3 separate regions of the Mus musculus genome follow, and regions 2 and 3 are each linked to region 1. A link is a contact called in public Hi-C and promoter capture Hi-C data. All regions are on one chromosome and are shown on one strand. The core of a region is the stretch at or near the end of the contact, and the rest is flanking DNA. Distances in the headings are between cores, read along the strand shown.

Evidence for each region. Promoter capture Hi-C pulls out the DNA fragments that hold promoters and counts their contacts. A called contact is a pair of places that touch in the nucleus more often than the background predicts.
Region 2: a contact with region 1 is called in a Hi-C map of the G1E-ER4 cell line, with 2.6 times the contacts expected there. The contact joins the enhancer-like site here to the promoter of Arhgap25 in region 1. A contact is called at or near these places in 3 of 484 Hi-C or Micro-C datasets (the G1E-ER4 cell line, embryonic stem cells and nephron progenitors) and 6 of 115 datasets of contacts at active chromatin or transcription factors (bone marrow-derived dendritic cells, bone marrow-derived macrophages, embryonic stem cells and 2 more).
Region 3: a promoter capture Hi-C map of the HPC-7 cell line shows a contact between it and region 1. The contact joins the promoter of Gp9 here to the promoter of Arhgap25 in region 1. A contact is called at or near these places in 4 of 39 promoter capture datasets (the 3T3-L1 cell line, 3T3-L1-derived adipocytes, the HPC-7 cell line and 1 more) and 1 of 115 datasets of contacts at active chromatin or transcription factors (microglia).

What each region holds. Positions count from the first base shown.
Region 1 is chr6:87,531,052-87,534,613 of GRCm38.p6, reverse strand. It overlaps Arhgap25 (Rho GTPase activating protein 25), which reads left to right and starts at 1,355. Exons shown (of 11, transcript NM_001037727.2): 1 at 1,355-1,788. The coding sequence starts at 1,728.
Region 2 is chr6:87,739,009-87,742,482 of GRCm38.p6, reverse strand. The region is part of intron 2 of Efcc1 (EF hand and coiled-coil domain containing 1); the gene reads right to left. Gm34414 (a long non-coding RNA gene) reads left to right here. Exons shown (of 3, transcript XR_003956327.1): 3 at 1-1,447. Among named protein-coding and RNA genes, the nearest start is that of Efcc1, 9.9 kb to the right of the region's middle. Within about 2 kb of position 1,817, at least 21 of the 459 cell types and tissues checked have an H3K27ac peak or open chromatin away from gene starts, as enhancers often do. A contact at or near this core is called in the G1E-ER4 cell line, where this site is marked.
Region 3 is chr6:87,776,021-87,779,552 of GRCm38.p6, reverse strand. It overlaps Gp9 (glycoprotein 9 (platelet)), which reads right to left and starts at 1,483. Exons shown (of 2, transcript NM_018762.2): 1 at 1,377-1,483; 2 at 1-560. The coding sequence starts at 548. The coding sequence ends at 15.

The sequences.
Region 1 (3,562 bases), core at 106-2,605:
GTTCACAGAGTTCTACAAATTGGCAGCGGCCACCTCTGTCCATTGCTGATAAGGCTGAGAGGTGAGGATGGAGACCTGGTTCAGTGACAGGAAAGCTGTTGGTGTCTTGAGAAGCCACTCTATGGGGTCCTGGGGGCAAAAGCCTCAATGGGAGAAATCCAGGAAGGAAAAAGAGGAGCGATCACAGTAAGTCCAACAGTCCTTAATTTAAAAAAAAAATTCTCAGAAATAGTCTATAGCCAAAGGAGGAAGTAGTGTCAAGAGAGATTTTTTTTGATATGAAAAACATTGTAGTGCTAATATTGATTGGAAAGATCCAAGAGAAAATAGAAAGAGGAGATGGAGCTGAGCTGGGGAGAGGTGAGGTGGTCCATGCAGCAGGTAACGGGAAGGTGGGTCACCTGTCCATAGCCCGTGGGAGGTGTTGAAAAGCAGTTATCCAGGAGAACTGAGGTAGATGGCCCAGGCCCCAGGCATGTGCGGTGTGCTTGGTGATTACATGGAAGGCTTGGAGCCTGCAGAAACCTCATAGCAGCCCTGCAAAATCAGTCTGTTAAGTGCTACACTTACAGATGAGGGAATCAAAACAGAAAATAATGGTTCAAGAGCCACATCCAAAGTCAACCGGCCTGAGAATTTGAACACAGCAGTCTGGTTCGAGGACCTATCAGCTCAACCGCTAGCTCAAGGTGACCTATTTGAAGATGTAAAAGTCTGCCACAGACTGGGCTAGATAGAATGAAGGTCAAATAAGTGCTTGTGGGGTATTGGCTGTGTGTCAAGAGTCTGTCCCACCAGCTTCTGCAACGACTCCTTACCCCACAGTTGTTAAGGATCCTGTTTCTCTGAAGAAGTCGTGGAGGCCCAGGAAGAGTCTGTTAAAAGGGGAGGAAAACTGAATTTTTTTACACATGGTGGTCTGGTTGTAAACGCCACAGCATACACAAGGGGGGAGAAGCAGTGACCCTTTGTGTGGCTCTGCCTGGCTGGAATCAAAGTACCTGCTGGAAACCTTCTACCCAAGCAGGTGTGAACTATGTGGTCCTTTCACGGCAGGAATTTTTAAAGATGCTGCCCATTCTTGGGCAGAATGCTGGCTGCCTGCCTGGCCTCTTTTAGCCGCCAAAATCTGGAGTCAAGGAGGCGAACACAGGAGTCCAGGCACATGGCGAGAGCCTTGGGAGTCTCTTTCCATTTAATTAAAACCACAGTCTTATAACACAAACATGCACTAGCTTTACAAAGATTTCTAAATAACATCTTCTGAAGACAGTGTGCTCATAACGCTACAACACTGAACAGCCAGCCACTTCCTCAAAACGCAAGGAAGCAGACAGTTAAGAAAAAAAAAAGCAGTTGTTTATCACAACTTCACTTCAGTAAGGCCTGAGATTCTGCCCAGCAGGGCTCTGCTTCCCAAGAGGCAGTGTCAACTGGGACATTTCTGGTAAATCTGAACGCAAAGCAGGGTGCCAGCCCCTGGGGGACTGTGGGTGGGACTTGGGGAGTTTGGGTGCCATCCCCGAGTGACAGATGGATGGACGGTTCATGAGAGAGAAAGGAGGAGACACGTGGGCAGATCGGTCTGGAGCGTAAGAGTGCCTGCAAAGCAAGCAACAGGCAGAGAAGGCAGAGGAACCGAAGTGAAGATCAGAGAAACAAGAAGGGCACAGCCTGTGACACACTGTGAGCCACTTGACCAGCTACTCACCCACCTCGGAAGCAAAATGTCTCTCAAGCTGCCAAGGAACTGGGATTTCAATTTGAAAGCGGAGGCTTCAAAAATAGGTAAGGTCGGGGTCCAGGTATTTCCTCGGGGTTCTTATGCGTGAGCACCCACTATTTGCATTCTGAGTTGTGGGAGCTCAGTCGGCCAAAGCACACCACACAACAACACTGAGCTTGGCAGAAATGTGCATTCGGGTGGACGAGTCCTGAGAAGTTCTAGTGTGCTGGGGTTGGGGGGGTTCTCTTCTCTCTGGGGGTGGACTATGTGGGTCAAGGGAACTTGGATGGTTTCGGCTGTGCATTGGACACAAAACTGAGATTTTGTTTCTGTCATTGGAAAGTCGGTTCTTTCTGGCATGGCACGTCGTCTAACTGTTGAATGGCTTTCAGTAAGAGGACAGAGACTCGAGTATTTTGAAGTGATTCATCTGTGGATGAATTCAAGGGAGTGTCACATTTTTTGTGAACCCAGAGGCCAATGAGGGACTACCTATAGTTAAAAGTAGACAAGGAGAACAGGGTGAGAGAATAGAGGCTTTTGAAGTATAATAACACTATTCTAAGGAACAGAACGTGGGAGAACGCAGGAGAGTTGGGAAAGATAGACTTTAGTTAGTTATGAAGGATAATTCGAGGTGTTCATATCATTTTCCTCTAACAATGGTGATATATATTCGTCAAATCTATTGTTTGCTATTATATAGATGTCTTGTTTTCTTGCCACCCCCTGCACCATGAATTCTCGCTCTGTAGCTCTAGTTGGCCTGAAACTTGCTATGGAAACTTAGATTCACAGAGTTACTTTAGTGCTCAGATTATCGGCATGGCCTGAATACCTGATATTTCTTCTGTTATTAAACTTTAGTTTTAAATTGATCATAGTCAGATGAAGCACACACACACACACACACACACACACACACACACACACACACACACATACACAGAGACACACACACACACGACTATCTACTCAGTGAGATAAATTTCTTGATTTTAGGCTTTACAGTGTTGAGGTATTTGCAAACAGCATGGAAGGATTTTGCTTAGAAGAAAGTTTTGGCCAGATGGTTCATGGTGGTTGGTGTGTTAAAATAAGTAGTTCACTAAAAGCTCACAGATAGGAAGCAGGTCAGAAAAGGGCTTTGAAATGAAACTGAAAGTAACCAGAGAAGCCATTTATTTTGGTGATCAGGAGCCCACATTTCCAAACAGAGCTGGAACTGTGTGCCAAAGCCAGCTCCAAGATGTGACACAGGGAAGAAAGAGCCTTCTCTCCTGCCCATACAAACATACTCTCACTAAGTCACTCAGATTAATTTTAAGGTAGAATATCTGTCCCTCTGCTCCTTGGTAAGTGTCCCACCTCCCCACTGTGAAGGCATTCCGCTCTCTCACCTTCCATATTTCAGCTAAAGATGGGACACTTGGGAAAATAAATGTTAGATTTTTTTCAGCAGTATAGAAAATCACCTCATTGGATTCTCAGGCCTAGGATTAGACTGAGTGTAGTTCCATAATCTCTTCGAGCAGTTCTTACAGGTGTCCCCCTGGGTCGCTTACTGTAGAACACCCTTTACTCCTGGAAACACAGAGTCTCAGAGTCCACCCCAACTGTGAAGTCAGGCTCTCAAGAGGGTCCCGCCATCCTGCCTTTTAATGAGCATCTCTATCTGATGAGCTGTCAGTTCCCTGAGCTAAGCGCAGCAGGGCTCCGTCACTGTGCAAGTGGCGCAGCTCCTAGCGCCTGGACCCACTGGGCAAACAATGTTTGAAGTCTGATCACCAGAATTCAATATTATTTAATATCACTTAATAATGTATAATAACAAGT
Region 2 (3,474 bases), core at 568-3,067, 210 kb before region 1:
ATCTTACAGTCCGTCATGGAGGGAAGTCAGGACAGGAACTGAAGCAGAGGGCGTGGAGGAACACAGTTTCTGACTTGTTCCCTATGGCTTGTTCAACCTGCTTTCTTAGACACCCAGGATCACCTGCCCAGGGGTGGCACCATGTAAAGAGAGCTGCATCAGTCACTACTCAAGAAAATGCCATACAGTCATCGGGCAAGTTCCTCCTCCCAGATGACTCTAGCGGTGTCAAGTTGATGTAAAATTAGCCAGCGTCAACCAATCAAGATGGCTATGGAGTGACTCGTGAGGGCTGCACGTGCAGCGTGGATATAGAGAAGGCCGACAGCAGGATGTTGTGGGTTTTATCACACTTTCCAGAACACTGTGCAGTGTGACCTTTATGAGCTACTTATTTCTGGCATTTTCCATTTTCAGATTGTGATTGGCCACTGGTGACTGAATCCGTGAACAGTGAAACTGAAGGTGTGTGTGTGTGTGTGTGTGTGTGTGTGTGTGTGTGTGTGTGTGAGACTAGTGACCACTGACATCACAGGAAGAAAAGGACTGGGAAGAGAAGCAGAAAGACCATTCCTATCCCATCCAAGTTTCCCACTCAGGATGAACAGGTGCCCTAATGGCGGATATGATGGCACCAGTCACGAGGGCGATGACATGTATGTAGTCATGTTTGTCAGCATCCCAGAGCCAGCACATGCCGGGAAAGTACTCTGCTAGACACTGACACTAACTCAGGAATCGGTAAACTTTTTCTGAGAATATTTCAGGCTTTTAAGCCTGGCCTTATAATACATGGTCTTTGAAACACAAAAGTAGTCTCAGAGGTGCTCAAAGGACAAACATGGTTGTGTTCTAAGAAAACCTTAGATAATCTTCACAAACATTTAGAATTTCATGAAATTTTCATACTGTGAAATATTCTTTTTTGAAGTTTTTTTTTTTAGGTCATTGAAAATGAAAAATAATTCTTAGTAGAGTGTGGCAAGCTAGCAGAGGGCTAGATTCTGTCTGGATGAGGGAAATGATGGTCTCTGCCCTCTCTGCCAAGCTTGTCTGAGCAGAATGTGTTTGACCAACAGTAATGCCCTCACTTTGGCTTCCAGGCTAAAATCTGTCCAGTGCTGCCTGAGGTCCTCAGAGAAACCAGGGCAGAAAGATACCCTCAGGACTATGGGGAGCCACAGTCACTGGGACCCCGTGGTCATCTCACCGGCAAGGTGGCTCATAGCTAAGGAAGGAGGAGAGCTTCTGAAGACATTTCTTAGTTGTCAGGGTCACTCACCCCAGGATTTCCATTGGAGGGCACAGATGTTACTATTATTATTTATCCTTTCTACTTTTGGCCCTTCAAGACACGGTTTCTTGTGTAGGCCTGACTTTCCTGGAACTCACTCTGTAGAACACACTCTGTAGACCAGGCTGGCCTTGAGGTCTTGCTTGCCTCTGCTTTCCTAGTGCCAGGGTGTATGCCACCACTGCTTAGTCATAATAATTTTAAAATTTTTATTTTATGTGCACTGGTGCTTTGCCTGCATGTGTGTCTGTGAGAGGGTGTTGGATCCTGGAATTACAGACTGTTGTGAGCTGCCATGAGGTTGCTAGGCATTGAACCCCAGTCCTCTGGAAGAGCAACCAGTGCTCTTAACCACTGAGCCATCTTTCCAGTCACCATACATGCTATTACTTATGCTGTTATGAATTGGGTTTCTGTGACATGCAGCTGGAAGTATTATCATTACTAAACCACTTACAGCACTACTTGGGGGAGAAATGAGGTGGTGTAGATAAGAACTCTGGCATGCTGCCTCATGCACAGCAGATGGTAAGAGATGCTGGTTCCTGTCCTGCATCTATGTCATCTCCACTCACCTCAGCCCCCACAGAACTAGACTCCAGCCAGAGGGATTAGGCCACCTCTAGCAATTTACCATGTACTCATACCATGTCTATAGCAAGTTCCAGCAAGGTCTCTCCAGCAGGTGGGACCTGCCACTCAAGGCTGTGACCTACTGAAAGGGAAGGGTGAAGACAGCCTGAAGTTCACAGCATGGCCATGTCCACAGGCAGAGCCCCCTGTCACTCATAAACTGTGACCTTACTTCTGAGGTCACCTGGATTCAGCATCATGTCTTCTATCTAAAAGCAAATGAAGACTGGCCCCGACATCTGCTGGAGCCCCACTGCAAACCTGTGGCTGGAATCAAGGGACATGTGACTGTGCCATTCCAAAGCCAAGACGAGGCATGGAGACCTTCCCACGTTTGATCGTGGCCTCTCCTGGTATAAACAATGTCTGCCCCTTCTCAGCCACTCAGCTGCCAGCCCTTTGAACCACTCTGTATCTTGGAAACTTCACAAAGCCATAAGGCTGATAAGACCCTCGGCTGGCAGGTATCCTTGTGCCAGACCACAGCCTTCCCTGGAGGTCCTGGGGGTTCTACACTGTGGTTTCCTTTCCTGTGAGATATTTCCTGAGCTGAGAAGCCTCTCGGAAGTTGAGACTATGTGTGAAAACAAGAGAACAACAGGAGGAAGGAGGGCCAGGGCTGCCGCTGGAGAGAAGTGGAAAAGAAGTCACAGACAGGCGGCATGGGGTAGCCCAGGGGTCTTCTGGCCATCTCTGCTGTGCAGTCTCTGGTTCAGTGGGGGCCTGTGGCCCTCCAGCTAGCTGGTCAGCCCACTGCTAATACTGTCCTCTAATCCTCCACAACATATTGTGGGGCAGCTCTGTCCTTAGCAAGAATGGGCCCAGACCTCATGGCTTAGCTGGCCTCAGGGAGATAGACTTAGGGAAATTGTCACAAAACGAGAAAGGGATGGGAAGGACAGGCTGTAGGGACCGCAGGGAACTGCTTGTAGTGGGATGGGGTATCTGGCTGAGATCTGTGATGGCCACCAGAGACGGACCTCGGGGCTGCAGAGGGCTGTGGTGGACTCAAGGGATGAGTGTGTTGGTAGATTACTGCAGTGGGCCCTGGCAGAGCTGAGGTCAGAGGTCAGGTCACTTGGAGCTATGTATGCCATGGCAAAGAGGCTCCAGAGGGTGTGATTAGGAAAGCCGCCCAGCTCTGTTGGGTGCTCGGGCCACCGTGGCCCTGAGCATGTGGTCAGTGACTGGAAGGGAGCTGGGAAGAGAGTAGGAGCCAGGACAGCCATGCATGGGCAGTGCAGGGCTAGGATGGACTGAGTGGGAACAGGCAGAGCCGAGGCAGGGCTGAACCTGGGCTTCAGTGGGGACCACAAGGCAGCACTTGGGGCTTTCTGCCTACTCCACTCTCCAACCTGTATGGCTTGTTCTTGTCTAGGTCAGGCCCCCCTGCAAAGGATACTCTGAGCTCGTGTGTTCTGCAGTGAGTCTCCAGACACAAAAGACCCGAGTGACATGCAGTCTGAGTGTCAGCATTACCTCAGAGAAGAGCCACCTACAGTGGGCAGGACGATCCCAGATTTAAACACTGAATCGTGGCTGCTGGC
Region 3 (3,532 bases), core at 234-2,733, 240 kb before region 1:
TTTATGGGCTAGGCTCAGTTCCTGGACTCTGTAAATGTGTTCAATAGACCAGCCAGCAGAATCAGGCCCAGCACAGCCACAGCCACTAGTGACACATCCCACCACACCCCTGGATAGGCCCAGGATGGTGGCAGCTTCCAGCCACAGCTGCCCAGCTCATAACCTGTCAGCTGGCCCAGCGGGCGCCTGGTGGCCAAGTCAGGGCTGGCACAGTACACATGCATTAGGGCCTCGGGCATGTGGTCCTCCAGCCAGAGGCGCAGGTAGGTGAGGCTGCAGTCACAGTGCCAGGGGTTGTGTGTCACATCCAGGTCCCACAGCTGAGGCAAGTGGTCGAAGGCACCTGGTGGCACTGAACGCAGGCTATTGTTGGCCAGCAGGAGCTGGCGAGTGTGCGCTGGTATCACGGGCAGGGCTGTGAGGCCTTGCCCCTCACAGTTCACCTTTAACCCCATGGTTTCCAAGGACTGGCAGGTACAGGGCCTGGGGCAAGCCTGAGTATCTGTGGTCGCAGGCCAGAGCAGAAACAGGAGGCCCCAGGTAGTCATCCAGGAGGCAGGCTGTGGGCAGAGCAATGAGATTAACGCTTGTCAGCCTGTGCCAGGATACCTATGCTGGACAGGGTCTACACTTTTTCTCCAGGCCTCAGCAGCGTGTTGGGTACAGCCCAGGAAGAGTGGTAGAGAGGAGCAGGGCCTTCTTGGTCTCTGGCAGAGATCCAAGCCTCTGCTCAGATAGGGAAACAGGGGACTGCTAAGGGACTCCAGTCTTCGTCCCTGGCCACAGAGAACAGGAAATGTCTTTCTGGGCTGTACCCAGTCCTTTGCCTGGGCTGGGAGTCAGGCCAGGGAATGCGTTCAGCACCGTGTCCACTCTCCCATGATGCCTGATTCAAAAAAACCTTTAGGGCTCGCAGGGCAGCAGCACTGATGGGGAACTCATAGACCTGTCTTGAAAGCCACTTGTCTAGGCTAAGGCCCAGAACTGGGAATGGGAAGCTTAGAGAGGGAAAATACTTGCCTAGGCTCACCCAGAAGTCCATGGCAAAGTCCAGAGTCAGGAAAGTGTCTCATGGCCATGTGGGTCTGCCTGGCTTGCAGCCCTTTCTCCTGGCTTAGGGCTAAGGGCCGTTTCCTTTGTCTGCTCTCCTACCAGGACCCACCTCAGAGCAGGCTTCTGGGGGTGTTCACTGAATGACTTCTGAATCTTCATTCAGCCAAGTTGCTGGTTAACAACTTAGAGCAAATGATCCCCCACTTTCTGTCTTTTAGCAGAGATCGTCCAGGGAGAGACAGACGTGTCCCCTCTCTTTCTGCCAGCTCAGCTGGAGTGGACACCAGGCAGGAGGTCATGCTGAAAATAAGGAGACTGCTTACCTGTGAGGCCTTGGCTGGGGCACACCTTTTGTGGGCTGGTACCATCCTGTTCAAGGCTGCGGTGGTGGTGGTGTGTGTGAGCTGTGTGAGCTGGCAGTGTGGCTGCTGCCTGACAGGAGGAAGGAAATGGTGAAAATAGCCTGGCTTATCCCCTAAAGACAGCCCCGAGGGCCTGTCAGGGCCAGGAGGCACCCAGAGTCCTAGGGCCTTGGACATAGAACTGTAGACCAACCCCACCTTAAGGGAGGGGTACCTCTGTACCTCAAGCAGCCTGTGGTCTTGTGTGATGGGTCTGTGGGCCAATCAAGGTGTCCCTTGCCTGGTGCTAGTAGTTGGGGAGGACTTCCCGGAGGAGGAGGAGGAGGAGAGTGATGGCTGGCTGTGAGTTTTCCTTTGTAGATTCAGGCGATGGTCCTGATGCTTTTACCTCCCCAGGTGTGGTGTGAATGTCTATTTATAGTCCTCCCTCTCTCTAAAGATGCTGAGGGAGGCTCCTTTCTCTCCATGGTGCCTTTTGCACCTGTTGGGCCCCTCTCTTTCCTGTTTCTCACGGAGTTGCAGGTTTGCAGGGCTGAGCCTCTCGGAGACAGGAGACTAATTTATCTCATGTTACTTTTATAGCCTCTTCCACTTGAGCATGATGTCTGTTTTCACTCCCATTTCAGTTTAATGAATGGTTTTGGTATTACAAGCTATTAATCAAAATCGGACCTAATGGTGAAATAGAATCATTATGCAATTAAAATTCAAATCTGCATTTTTTTAAACAAATCATAAAACCCCCACAGTTGTGAATATTAACCAAATCAATGGATTTTTAGCAGATGACAGAGTTCATGGGCACAGAACGGGGGCCACTGGTGAAGCCTGGGCTGAAGTAACATGTCCAGGAGCTGGGGCTCCTGGGACTGTGGGAGGAAAGATGGACCACTGGGGAGAGTGAGAGACCCCTGATCAACCCTGTGGTCACGGCTGGTGTTGGCCAAGATCAACAGACACAATAAAAGTATCCTGGCTCCTTGATCTGGAGAGATTCAGGCGGGTGTAGAGTTGGAGAGGGAAACTGAGGCAGGGAGCAGCAGTGCCACCATCTAAGGCACAGGGACAGAGGCTGATATTGTGTCAGTAGGACAGAGGCCACCAACATGGTCTGCTGCTGGATCCCTGTGCACTCTTCATGGAGAAGTCATATGGGCCCAGGTCAGGGCAGAGGTGGACAGCACCTCCTCCTTCTCTTACACAGTCCTCTCCCACTTTCGCAGGCCAGCTGCTGCCCTCCCCTGTAGACAGACAGGCCTTTGGACCAGGCTGGTGGCAGGACCTATTGAAGCCCCATGCTCTCTTTGCAGCATCTGTCCACTTCTGCTCTCAGAATAGGGGCTGCATATATACAGAACTCTCACTGGGTGAGCTCTGGTTCCCCAGGGCTGGCTGGGTCCCCTCTGGCCCCTGAGTCCTACCTGCCTGGAACCTACCTTCATACTCTTGTGAGGACTCTGCCCCTGATTGGCCTCAGCCTCTGTGAGTGTTTCTTCCCTTTATGGTAGAGCCTTGGGCATCAGGAATCTTCACGGATCTGCCCATCTTCAGGGTAGCTGGTTTTTCCTCAAGGTGGGGCCAGAGTCCCTGGGTGAATGGGGGTCTACAGCGCCCAGGCTGTGCTCCTGACCAGGCCTGTTCAGGTTCCTAAGACTTCCTTATTTTTAGCAATAACAGTTGCAGCAGCAACAGCAACGGCAGCAGCAAAAACAACAAAAAAAAATACTCCACAAATTATTTTTCTTACAGGAAAATGTTCAAAAGAATAGGAAGAAGAAAATTAAAAAAATGTCTCCAACCCCAACATAAAGTAAGAATGCCTGTGGGGGCTGGTGTTAAGCGTACAACTCACCATAGAACTCTTGCCTAATGTGCAAGGGCCTGGGTTTGGGGTCCCAGAGCCATATGGACAGCCATAGATAAGTATTTTTTTTCTTGGCAAAATAGGTCATCCAGAGCCCATTCTCTCCTGGACTCTCCAGTTTCCACTGTGACTAAAGCCACATCCACAGCACCTGTCTTGGAGGCTCAGCACTGCTGTGTGGGCGTGGCATCCTTAAGGACTCCTCTTATCTGGTTTGCACAGGGCCTTTGTGGTGCTGAGATGATCGGAGGGT